Linked DNA regions of Gossypium hirsutum: all the other regions are linked to region 1. The links are chromatin contacts, called in public Hi-C maps. All regions are on one chromosome and are shown on one strand. Each heading gives the region's core, a stretch centred on a gene start, on an enhancer-like site or on the middle of the called end of the contact. The rest is flanking DNA. Distances are from core to core; before and after follow the strand shown.

Evidence for each region. A called contact is a pair of places that touch in the nucleus more often than the background predicts.
Region 2: a Hi-C map of leaf shows a contact between it and region 1, with 1.9 times the contacts expected there. The contact joins the promoter of LOC107897055 here to the promoter of LOC107950859 in region 1. A contact is called at or near these places in 5 of 34 Hi-C or Micro-C datasets (callus and leaf).
Region 3: a contact with region 1 is called in a Hi-C map of leaf, with 1.7 times the contacts expected there. The contact joins the promoter of LOC107953045 here to the promoter of LOC107950859 in region 1. A contact is called at or near these places in 2 of 34 Hi-C or Micro-C datasets (anther and leaf).
Region 4: a Hi-C map of leaf shows a contact between it and region 1, with 1.8 times the contacts expected there. The contact joins the promoter of LOC107950738 here to the promoter of LOC107950859 in region 1. A contact is called at or near these places in 7 of 34 Hi-C or Micro-C datasets (callus and leaf).

Annotation. Positions count from the first base shown.
Region 1 is chrA08:8,775,145-8,778,417 of Gossypium_hirsutum_v2.1, reverse strand. It overlaps LOC107950859, which reads right to left and starts at 1,915. Exons shown (of 3, transcript XM_016885794.2): 1 at 1,629-1,915; 2 at 1,152-1,544. The coding sequence starts at 1,769.
Region 2 is chrA08:8,905,506-8,908,477 of Gossypium_hirsutum_v2.1, reverse strand. LOC107897055 (cyclin-U4-1) reads left to right here and starts at 1,417. Exons shown (of 2, transcript XM_016822427.2): 1 at 1,417-2,242; 2 at 2,762-2,972. The coding sequence starts at 1,908. LOC107896945 (pentatricopeptide repeat-containing protein At1g02150) reads left to right here. Exons shown (of 3, transcript XR_001684006.2): 3 at 310-680.
Region 3 is chrA08:8,987,431-8,990,520 of Gossypium_hirsutum_v2.1, reverse strand. LOC107953045 (protein mago nashi homolog) reads left to right here and starts at 1,665. Exons shown (of 3, transcript XM_041075819.1): 1 at 1,665-2,312; 2 at 2,708-2,884. The coding sequence starts at 2,094. It overlaps LOC107896308 (uclacyanin-3), which reads left to right and starts at 486. Exons shown (of 2, transcript XM_016821487.2): 1 at 486-854; 2 at 933-1,423. The coding sequence starts at 701. The coding sequence ends at 1,312.
Region 4 is chrA08:8,536,555-8,539,596 of Gossypium_hirsutum_v2.1, reverse strand. LOC107950738 (structure-specific endonuclease subunit slx1) reads left to right here and starts at 1,361. Exons shown (of 3, transcript XM_016885686.2): 1 at 1,361-1,773; 2 at 1,995-2,101; 3 at 2,256-2,616. The coding sequence starts at 1,556. The coding sequence ends at 2,437.

The DNA.
Region 1 (3,273 bases), core at 666-3,165:
TGGCAGTCCAAATTAAATTTATTTAATTAAAAATATATTTTTATTCTAGTAATTAAACATCTAAGTTGACATTTAAAATCTATTTAAACTATCACATAAGACTACCATTAGGGAGGTAACGGAGTTTAACAGTGAAATGATCACTTCGTAACATAACGATAACGTAAGTGACTAAAACATAATATTTCAAATATAAATAATTAAAATATGATATGAGACTATTCCTATAAACTATTAAAATAGTGTCGGCAGCTGTAGCAATCGTACAATAGAAATATTAAAGTACACATACATGATTGTTATTTGTTAAAATGTGCTTTATTAATAAATTACAAAATGATGACAGGTTAGTTAAATAAGACCTATTCAATAGATAAAATTCTGTAAAATATTTTATATTTTATTTTCAAAAGATGATTATTTCATCCTCACACGATGTAGGTGAATCAATCCTATATACCCTTTTCATGTGATTCAGGGAGTAGCTTGCCTAAACTTTGGGGCGCACCCATTGCTCAATGACCTTCCACCACGTACCATCAATGCCATTCAATCGTAGAATGCCACATGCTACCTTGACGTAGCTGTCTTTCACGTTGTATTGAACTTCATTTCATATTAAAAGTCAAAACCAAATTTCTAATATCTCCTTAATTAAACATTTTTTTATATATATATTCTCCCGATTGGACCACCTACACTACAACCCCATGGCCATGGACATATATTCCCACAATTCCATAAATTTCGAAGCAATGCATGTTGAAAATCTATCATAAGTGGTGAAAATAAATCCGAGTTTGAGAAAATTATTCATATAAAACATAAAATTCTTGGTTTGGCGGCATATTAAGAATTGAATTATAACTTTCAAAGATTATAAGCTCTTTTTCTTTGTTATTAATTAGAATTTATATTTCGCCTAATTTTTTATCATTTTTTTATATATACTTTAATTTTTAATATAATTTGACACTTAAATATCTTATTTTAATTAAAATATTTTAGTAAAAATGAATTATTCAAAAAAATTTAAATCAATTTTAATCTTTAAGTTTTTATTTTATATTTCAATATATTTTATTTTATAATCGAAGAATTATTCAAGAAAATGAAAGAACTATTAGAGAAGGTCAAAGAAAGAAGCATACCGTGAAAATGAAACTGTAGCCACGCCTCAACACTTCCGTAAGGAAAAAAGTTCTTCTCCACATCATCTTGATAAAATCCCGGGACATGAATACCTTCTCCTCCCCGAAATCTACACCCTCCGTCACCAATCTGTAACAGTGCAATCGCTTGAACATGCACCGATCGTAAGCCGTCTGATCCACCGCAACCAGGAGCAGGTGGTCCAGCAATGGCCTCGTATCTTCACCCAGCCAAAAGCTCTCCAAGAAAAGGTCCAGCATTGTGGTCTCCGCATTAACGCTTTGCTCGACGTAAGCCCTGTTGACAACCGCTATTATGACGGTCTTATTCCGCATCGAAGCTTCCTCTAACGCCAAATCAAGCTCGTCTTTCACAGCAAACTCTACAGCAGTCTTTATAAAAAAAACTGATATTACAGTCTGCACACACGTGTATATATATATATACATGAGAAGTTAATATTAATAAATACTTACAAAATTTTTGGGAGAACCGTTGGGTTGATCGAAGGGGAGTAACGGGTTTGAAGGAGACCATACACATATGTAGAGAAAGCCAGCGAAAAGGAGAAAAACAATGGCGGAAGTTCCAGGGGAAAACTTCTTTGTATGTTCCATTGAAGGAGAGAGAGGGGTGTGTTGGGGTTTGAAGTTGCTAAGAGGACGAAGTTAAAAGGCTTTGGTTTATATTTGGTGTGTCAGGAGTACAGGAGGTGAGATGGGTCAAATGCATAATTTTGGTAGAATTGTCACACGAAGTGGCTGAGGGGCAAACCAGCGGTTGATTTGGCATGGATTTTAGATATAAGATATAATGACTCTTTTGGACTTTAGTTTTATAAAAAATTTCTTTTTAGTTTTTTTTAACTCTAAAATATGTTTGTTTGTGAAATTACTTTAAAATAGATAAAAAAGTTAATATTTATTAATTTTGAGGTGATTTAACAAACAATTCAAGTTTAAGGATTAAAAGATGTGAAAAATTAAATAAATAGTTAAAGTTATTTTTTTTTATAAAGTTGGAGGTCCAAAAAATTTCATTTTGCTTACTTATTATTATTTGTTCAAGGCATAGGTTTTACTTATAGGTTAATAACTTGTAAATGAATATATTCTACTATTATATGTTACAAATATAATTCTTACGCTTTGCATTGGATTGATTATTTATTTGTATTAAATTATTGAGTAAAAATTTAAAAGTTAAAATATGTTTATTTAAAAGTTAAAATATGTTTTGAGTCTCTATATGTTTTGTACATTTAAAATTAGTCCATAATTTTATTTTCATGAATTTAATCTTTTTACTTTTTAAAATTTAAAATTCATGTCTAATTGTTATTACTATTAAAATTCTTCTATTAATTTTACTTGAGTGACATTTTGAAATTAAATATATATATTCAACTGGTAGCATGCAATAATAAAAATAATGTTGAAAATACTAATTAGGATTTCTTTTCTTATAAATACTCGTTCGAACTCATCATTGGAAAATATTTTTTGTTCTAGTGTTCTTAAGAAAAATTGATGTCGACATTTTATTGAAATAATTAACAATATTAACTAGTTAAACTAACTAATGACATTATAAAGTAGAGGAATCAAAATATATAAATAATTAAAACAAATGTATTAAATCTTAAGTTTTAGCATAGTATAGGAGTCAAAGTTGAAATTTGACCATTATTTTATAATGTTTAAAAAACAAATTATTAGTTTCTAAGTCTTTTATGTCATTCAAATTATATATAATCATGTAATATTTTAACAAAAAAGTTAATAATATTAATTATTTGAGCTAATTAATAATATTATAAAAAAATATAGAGGTAAAATTACATTAGAAATTAAATTAATTTATGATAAATCCCTTCAAAAATAATGAGATAATAAATTAATATATGATAAAATTAGACGAAAAATATTACTTTTGCAAAACACGTATTCTGTCACCTGGCCATTAAAATTAATCTTGATTAAGACTTGTCATTCAACCAATTAATGAACATTTTAAGAGAAGAAAACCCAAGTTTTGTTTGAGGGTCATAATCATAAAAATTTATATATTAAACAAGAATGAGTGATTAGTAATGAGAGACAAATAAAATAAAGAGCAAAG
Region 2 (2,972 bases), core at 168-2,667, 130 kb before region 1:
TATTAATGATTTTGTAAGACATTTTCAAGTTACTTTTATTTCGGTTTAAATCTCCAAAGTTGATTGATATCATCATTATGCTGAGATCTAAGTGAAAGTGCTCAAGTGGTTCTAAGGAAAAATATTTTTAATATCTGATGCTTTGATCATTGATGAGAAGTGAGAGCAAAGGTGGGTCAAATAGAAAAAAGAAAAAAAGAGAAAAAAAACGAATCCCAGTTTTGCAAGTTTCGTTGCTAATTTGATTATCACAAACTACAGTGTTTTGATGTGTAAAACAAAGTGGTGCATCATTTTTCTGTTTTCCAGCTGGAATATTTATATCAGGCTATACCCTCAATGAGCATTCATACATGGAAGAATCATATCATCACCACACACTAGATGATGTTTCAGAAGGTCAAAATTTTGACAAGTCCGTGAATCCAAACAAAAGCAGACAAATAAAGCAGACCCGTGGCCAGGGTAGTCTTCATCTTCTAAGTTATTGTTTTGTTGTTAATTTTCTGCACAAAAGTCATGCAACATCCCTGATCTAGTACAGAAGTTGCCAAGCATATCCTATGGGCTATTATTTGGTACTAAGTTTAAGAAGATAACATGTCTCTCTTTAGATATATTTAAAATTTTTAAAAAAATTAGGCACATGTTGTTATCTTTATAATTTATTCTTTCCACTACATACTCGTAATCCTGAATATATATATATTATAAATTGGCATCAAAATTCAAAACCCTGAATATATATTACAAATTAGTATCAAAATTCAAAACGTTTTAATTGAGTTTTTAAAGTATCAATTATCATATCAATCAAATCTTTTTGTTAATCTAATTATTAGCCTAGTCTTAAAATGATCAAATCTTCTCGTTAACCTAATTATTAGCTTAGTCATAAAATGAATATTTGAATTTGATGTGAAACATATTTAAAATGTATTACATTGATAGTTTGAATTTGACATGAAATATATAATTAAATTATAAATATATATATTTACCACCAACAACTTAATTCTAACATAATGACATGTTGGTTTTATTATTACTATTATTTAACATGACAAACTTAAGTTGCCATTACGATAAGAGTATATACTTTTATTTAGAGTTTGATCAGTATATTTTAAATATATTCAACTTTAAAACTAATATTTAACATCTAAACGAAATAATAAATTTACAAAAAGTAGTTATTTATTTAACACTACATGTAAAAAATTAATGAAGTTTGGAATTAATTTAAAGTTGAAGTCATGTTTGAGGATGTTTGGCATATAATATAATATATAATTTGTTATAGGGAAAGAGCATCCTAGAAAAGAAGGAGAAAAGCATAGGCCGAATACATGGTACCCATCCCAAAAAAACATAACAGATCCAATCTGCTTAGATTTGGAACACATGCTGCAAAGTGCAAGTATCTTTCAGAGACAGGACCCACAAATTACAATCAACATTTTCCCACATGAAATCACATGATGGCCATTGCATGCCATCACCACTACAACATTAGCTACAATTTAATCACGGGAAACCTTTCAAGCAAAATGACTTTAATCCCCAAATCAACCACCTTTCTCTTCCCTTTAGCACAAGTTTCCAAATTTTAATATCGATTTGATGATGTATTTTCTATATGAAAACAACACATTTTAACCTATTAATTTCACCTTCACCTCAAAATCAAGTCATATAGAGTCATTTTCAATAAATAAATACCTTTGAACTTGTGTACCAGCCTCTTATTGGTAAAATCCCACGTTTCTTCACCAAATGGGTACTCCTTTCATTGAAAATACCTACCCTTTAACGACCACCTTACCTGTTTTATAAATATTTCACCTCAACCAGAGAAGCCACGCAACACATTCAACTCTTTTCTGGTCCTAAAAACCTTCTCAGCCATGGCAGAGCTAGACAACCCAAATGTGATGTCAAATCTCATAACTTTCTTGTCTTCTCTCATCCAAAATGTGGCTGAATCCAACGATCTAAACTGTGGGTTCCAGGCTCAGAAGATTTCAGTTTTTCATGGCCTAACAAGCCCAACCATCTCCATTCAAAGCTACCTACACAGAATTTACAAGTACGCCAATTGCAGCCCCTCTTGCTTTATTGTTGCTTATGTTTATCTTGATCGGTTTGCTCAAAGGCAACCCTCCTTGCCCATCAATTCTTTCAACGTTCATCGCTTGCTTATTACGAGTGTGATGGTTGCTGCAAAGTTCATGGATGATATGTAAGTGTTCTTAACTTGTTTGTATAAATCACTCAAAGAATTATTGGATTTCATTTATGGGTTTTGGGTCTTTAGATACTTTGATCTCTTCCATGTTCTTTGAATTATGACTGAATTTAAGCTCTTTTTTTTTTTTGGTTCTTTTCTTTTTGACCTTTTCCCCCTTAGTTGAAGTCAAATGATTAGATATGGTGGAATTGTAGAGCCATTGAATTTGCCAGAAGAATGATTTCTTTGCCGTTCCAACAAATTGTAGGCATGTGAATCCTGGCTGTCCTTCTGACAGTCAGAAAACAATATATATATATACACACACAAAGTTGTTTCTGCAAAGAAGCCTATAATTGAAGTTCAGTGTGATAGGCCAACCTGTTCATTTTTTTGGTTCCTTTTGACCATACACTTCAAATATTCTGGAAAAAAAGAAAAAGTAAGACAAGTGGATAATACACTTTTAATATTCTACCAAAGTACCAAACATTGAGTTTGACCTGACTTTTGGAACATTTATCTTTGTAGGTATTACAACAACGCTTTCTATGCAAAAGTAGGAGGAATCAGTACAACAGAAATGAACTTCCTTGAAGTGGATTTTTTATTTGGGTTGGGATTCCATTTAAATGTAAACCTCAAAACCTTTCACACCTACTATTCCTACCTGCAAAGACAGATGATGATGATGTTGCAACCTCCACCACCAAGTACTGCACCAGAATCCTCTATAGAGTCC
Region 3 (3,090 bases), core at 416-2,915, 210 kb before region 1:
AATAATATTATAAAAATAGAAAAATCAAATTATATCAAATTAAAGTAGATAAATAAAATTAAAAAACACTAGTAAAACCAAAATAGATCCTTAAAATATAATTTAAGACATAAATTTGGTGCATAAACAAGACATCAGTTTCAACCTGTTTCAGTTACACAAGTTCTCCAAAGGTGGTTAGGTTAGAGATTCTAGATTGTATTTGTTTAGGCTGAAACTTTTGACTCTTATCTAATAGGTACAAATGTTAAAAAGGAAAATGACTTCACCAAATGGGTAATGTAATGATAAAAGATTTGTGTTAAAATTAAATTAGAAATAAAAATAAATGTTGATTTTTATTCTGCAATTTCACCCCATTAAATTCTATACAAGTGAGAGAGCAAAGATTATAAAAAGTCCCACACAGAGGCTGCTAGCTGAACCTATCAATACCCTTTTTTTCTTTCTTATTTGAATCAAAAGGCAGCAATATATATATATATATTCAATTTGATTTGGTGAGGAGGAGATGGAAGAATATTAATTAAGCTAACATTAATTATTGGCTTTAGTAAGAATAATAGAGAAATTGCTTGACTTTTTGCTTCTATAAATCATACTTTCAGCCTTCTATATAACACAACATAACGTGCTAAGAGTCCCTTCACCGTCCTTTATTTTTTTCCAACTAAAATTAGGCTTTAAACTTTATAACATTATGGGTTTAGCAGCAGCCCTCCTCTTCCTCCTCCTAGCAGCTCCGGCGGCTTTTGCCGAGCAATACACCGTAGGAGACAGCAGCGGTTGGACCACGACCGGAGATTACCAAAGTTGGGTTCAAGGGAAAACATTCACCGTAGGCGACACACTTTGTAAGTTGCTTCCTTACCAAAATTAAGCCAAAGTAAGATAACAATATGAATGACCCTGTTTGTATTTTTTCGTTTTAGTGTTTACCTACGGTGGCAGCCACTCGGTGGAGGAAGTATCCAAGAGCGACTACGATAATTGCAACACCGGCAATGCTATTAAATCCTACAGCGATGGGAACACTGTCATCACACTGTCCAATCCAGGGGCAATGTATTTCATATGCCCCACCATAGGTCACTGTGCTGGTGGCATGAAGCTAGCCATCAATGTTGTAGCAGCTAGTGGCAACTCACCCTCCACCCCCTCTACTCCGTCTGGTTCCACCACTCCTTCCGGGACTCCCCCCAGTGGTGGTACAACAACTTCTCCCCCGTCAACACCTAGCGGAGCTCCGAGCACCGTGAATTATGGTTTTATGGTAGCCTTGTTGGGAGCCGTTGTTGGAATTATGAGCTAGGGGAGAGGCAGTGCTATTGTTTATTGGCTTATTTGCTTTCGTTTTCGTCAATATTCTGTGTGATTTTATTTTATTTTTCCTTTATGAACCAGAGATGGAGATTTATGTTTTTATGATCTTCTAAATAATTTGCCTTAAATTATGATTAAAAAACAGGTCTTTTATCCTATGTTCATCACAATATATATATTGAGCCTACGAAGTCAAATTTATAAGAGATAAAAGGAATCTTTAAGACTTGGACAATTACAGCAAACCATAATTGTTGTATTAGTTTGGTTCAGTAAGACATCATTATCATTATCATTATATTTTATTAGTCAATCATACATCGACTAAACTCCAACAATAGTTTGTAGTTTTTAAAAATACCCAATATAAAAACATGTTTTTGTGAGTTAATTTGGATGAATAATGTATTTATCTCTAATTAGTGTAAAAACAGTGATAATAGCGTAGGGTAAAAAGTAAAATAAACGCACTGCACCGTACCCAATAGTACATCTAAATCTCCCTAAAATTTTAAAGGTTATTTAATCAATTCTAATTTAACTTATTTAATTATACTCTACATTTCTAATTTTGAGGATATCCTTAATTCATACTGAGATTATGCATGGAGGAGATTAAACGGCCCAGCCCAAACAAAACTTGGGAGGCCCAATAACTAGGTGGACCCATCAATATATCCAGAAAAATCCCTTGGACTTGGAAGTGTTTTCAGTGTTGTTTGCTTTCTTTTCGAGAATCTTACAAGAAAAAAAAAAGAGAGGGAAAAACAATGGCGGCCGAGGAGGAGAGCGGAGAGTTTTACCTCCGTTACTACGTAGGGCATAAAGGGAAATTTGGGCACGAATTTTTGGAGTTCGAGTTCAGGCCGGACGGGAAGCTACGATATGCTAACAACTCCAACTACAAAAACGACACCATGATCCGCAAAGAAGTCTTCCTCACCCCTGCCGTTCTCAAGGAATGCCGCCGCATCATCACCGAGAGCGAGGTCTCCTATCCTTTTTCAACCCTTTACTTCGCCTTAATGCTTTCCTTAATTCTTTTCCACTTTAATTCAACTTTGCCTAGGGTTTGGGATCAAAAATTAGGTTTTCTTTTTCTTGTTTTCTCTATGTTTTGCTTAAATAACGAGTTTGTATTTATTGTCTTTTGTTTCCAGTTCTGATTGATGTAAATATTTTGTAATTTTCTGATTTTACTGCAGTTTTTCAAATTGCCCAGCTGGGTTTTAGGTTAAAAGATTTAGTTTTAGTTGATTATTTATTTCTTCGATTAATGGTAACTTGCGGTTCTTTCGACGCTCAGGATGGTTTAAATTTGCAATTTTTATTAATTATGGTTCTTGATATTATTGTTCAATTCTATTGGGCATTCTTTGTCTAGATCATGAAGGAAGATGACAACAACTGGCCAGAACCTGACCGTGTCGGACGGCAGGAGCTCGAGATTGTGATGGGGAATGAGCATATTTCTTTCACTACTTCAAAGATTGGGTCCCTTGTTGATGTTCAGAGCAGCAAGGATCCCGAAGGGCTTCGTATATTTTATTATCTGGTTCAGGTCAGTTAATAGACATTGTCAATCTGCTGTTTTGCTCTCTTCAGTCATGTTGTGATCCCCCTTTGGGCCTTTGTATTGCATCATTTAGTATAGGGAAAAGGTTCTAGTATATTTTCTCTTGTTTGTTGCCTCACTCGTTCTTTAACACGGTAATTTGAAACAAAGATGGTTTTGTTTTCATTGATGGATGCTCCGTGATTGATTTT
Region 4 (3,042 bases), core at 112-2,611, 240 kb after region 1:
AACAATTGTTTAATTTTTGCGAAAAATCAATGAAGATATGCATGTGAAGTTTCATGATTTATATATGATGGCTTTCTAATTCTATATGATTTGATTATGGCATGGGTAAAGATAGGTAGATTCTAATGATGGGATGAGATGATATTCAGAATGATTGATCTCTTAATATCATATCTTGAAAACCATAAACCTTAACAAATACTTTTCCTTAATTAATTAGAATACATTATATATTAAATCAGTCCATCAAACTTAGGTGTCCCTGGAGAAAGATATTTCATGTTGTTTAATATTATTTCAACAGTTCATAAATTGTCGTTATAATTGTTGAAACTTTAGCATAAATGCATTTTAGTTCGCTCGAATTTATGCCTTCCCGTATTAATAATAATGTCAATATCAATTATGCTAAAATTCAATTGACAGTTAAATTTCAATTTGAACCCCAAATTTACTAAAAGTTTGTTAAACTTTTAGTATTATGTTCTAATATGAATCATAAACCAGTGGCTCTTTCTATTGTACATGCAAGATTAGTTGGACTAGCACTCACTTTTTTGTAGGTTATATATTTAAGTGGCTTTCTTGATTGCATCTACATCGGGTAAATTTGGTTAATTCAAATTCCAGCACTTATGTTATGTGTTGTATCTACGATAATATCATCTGTTTCGATGGAGGAGGGGGGTATGCCCCTTTCTATTTCTACATCTAGGACCTAACTTGTACCATTGATAATAATAGGAACTGAACCATTATGGCAAAGAAAAGTTTGATTCATAGGGAGAAGAGGCAAAAATTGGAACAAAAATTTCACTTAATTCTTCGGTCCTCAAAAAAAGAAATAAGAAAAGTTCCTTCATTGAGTGAGAAATGAAAAATTCATGGAAAATTACAATCCTCACCTTGAAATAGTGCACCCACACATCTTCATCGACGTTGCTTTTCGACTAGAAGACCGAGAGCTAACTATCGAGAGTTTGGACTATCCGGACGCATACTTCGTGAAATGGTTCACGCATGTTTGTTGCCGGGGGTAACAAGATCAAGTTGGTAAGAATTAAAATATTCCTTCCTTTTTTTTATTTATTTCTATGATCGATGAAAATAGATGGGCCCCTTTACCATTCCATATAAATAGGCTATTCTATTTGTCCATACATGGAAGAGGGGCGCATGCAATCTTTGTTTGTCCATTAGCTTAGTTTCTTTTCATCGCGAAATAGAGTAATTGATAGCTTGCAAGGCTCAAAACCTTGAGCTTGAGGTTATGGGTTCAAATCTCCTGATATTGCTTCTTGAATTAGGCAGGCTATGGTTAATTCATAATAAACTGTATATGGCCGAAACAATTAAAAATGGAATCCATTTTATCCATTTGGGCCTATGTTAAAACTAACTGAACCTGGAGTTTGATTGTAACTTCAGTAATGGGTTTGCCAGAAAAATCACAGCCCTTAATTCAAAATGAATTCCAGAAGGGCAAAATTTTACCGTTGAATTAAAATCCCAAAATACAACAACTCTTGGGATCGGATGATTAGTTGAGGTTGAGATGAGGCTGCTCACATCAACATTCCGATCTGTGAAACACCCAATTCCAATCCCAATCCCAGACCCTAAACCCAATATCGTAAAACCATCGTTGCCGTCAGAATCGAGTGCCGTTGCAAAATCGAAATCAGAACTAAAAGCCTGGTGCGTTTACCTAATTCTTTCCACCAATTCCCCCATTAAAACCTACGTTGGTGTCACCAACAATTTCTCTCGCCGGTACCATCCTCTTTCATATATCTTCTATTTGAAACTGAAATCCTTATTTGTGTCACTTGTTTTGGGTTTGATTGCTTGTTTTTGAGCAGTAATTGATAAATTTGTAGAAATTGCTTTAAATGTCTGCTTTGTGAATTTGGCTTCGTCTTCTTTTTTTTTTTCTTCTTTACACAAGAAAATGATTCAAAATAACTAAAAATATTGAGCTTTGATAATTGCAGTTTGAAGCAACATAATGGTGAACTTAGCGGTGGCGCAAAAGCATCTCGTGCTGGAAGGCCATGGGTCTGCGCCTGTGTAGTTCGGGGTTTCCATGACCAAAGTGAAGGTATTTTCACTTTCTTCTACATTCATGTATTTATTAGCATGAAATTTGCTAACATGATGGATGTGTTCAATTAGATTAAATACAAAATTTCTGCTATGAATATGATCTTAACATAGCTAAGCATACCTGTTGACGTTTCCTTATTTTATTTTAGCTTGTGAGTTTGAATTCAAATGGAAAATGGTCTCAAGAAAACTGCCTCGCAAAAAGAAGAATAAGGAAGCTGATGATTGCTCCCTAACGTTATTACAACACAGGCAAACAGCTTTGAACAAGGTTAAAGGTATGTTGGATTGCAGTCACTTAGAAGTTGAATGGCAAATGAGTACTTCCTAATTCATAATACCTCCAATTCTTGATAATTTTCATTGTCTTCAAAATATTGTACGAAGAGGTGTTCATCAAAAGATAGAAAATCATTGAATATGTAATACTAATTGTTATAAATGCTACAACCATTTGTAATAACTGGCCAAAGGGAAAGCCTTAAATCATTATTGATGATGATTTGAATAGTCCCATTTCTTGTTTTTCTTACTTTACCTTGATTCTGTGTAGATAACGTAACATTGTTTGATACAAAAAGCATGTTTTTTGAAGCAATATAGTCCATTCTGTACCGGTTCCTGTTGCACCGGTCGGTGTGCACCGTTCCAATAATAAATTGGAACAATTATTTCTCTTTTTTGTACTGGTGTAAATTCCAGTATGTACCGCACCAGCTTGTTCCAACCAATTTAGGTTGCACCGGCCGGGACATTGCATATTGGACGGTGCATGAAGAATGCTTAAAAATAGATAAAATTATTATTATTTAACCAACTTTAATATTTTTTATTAATCAAATTTAAAATTTAAACAAGGTAAAGGAGGAACTTTAAAATTGTAAGTAGAAAATTAATGAATAATAAAAAGTAAAGAATTTATATAACAGAAAAGAA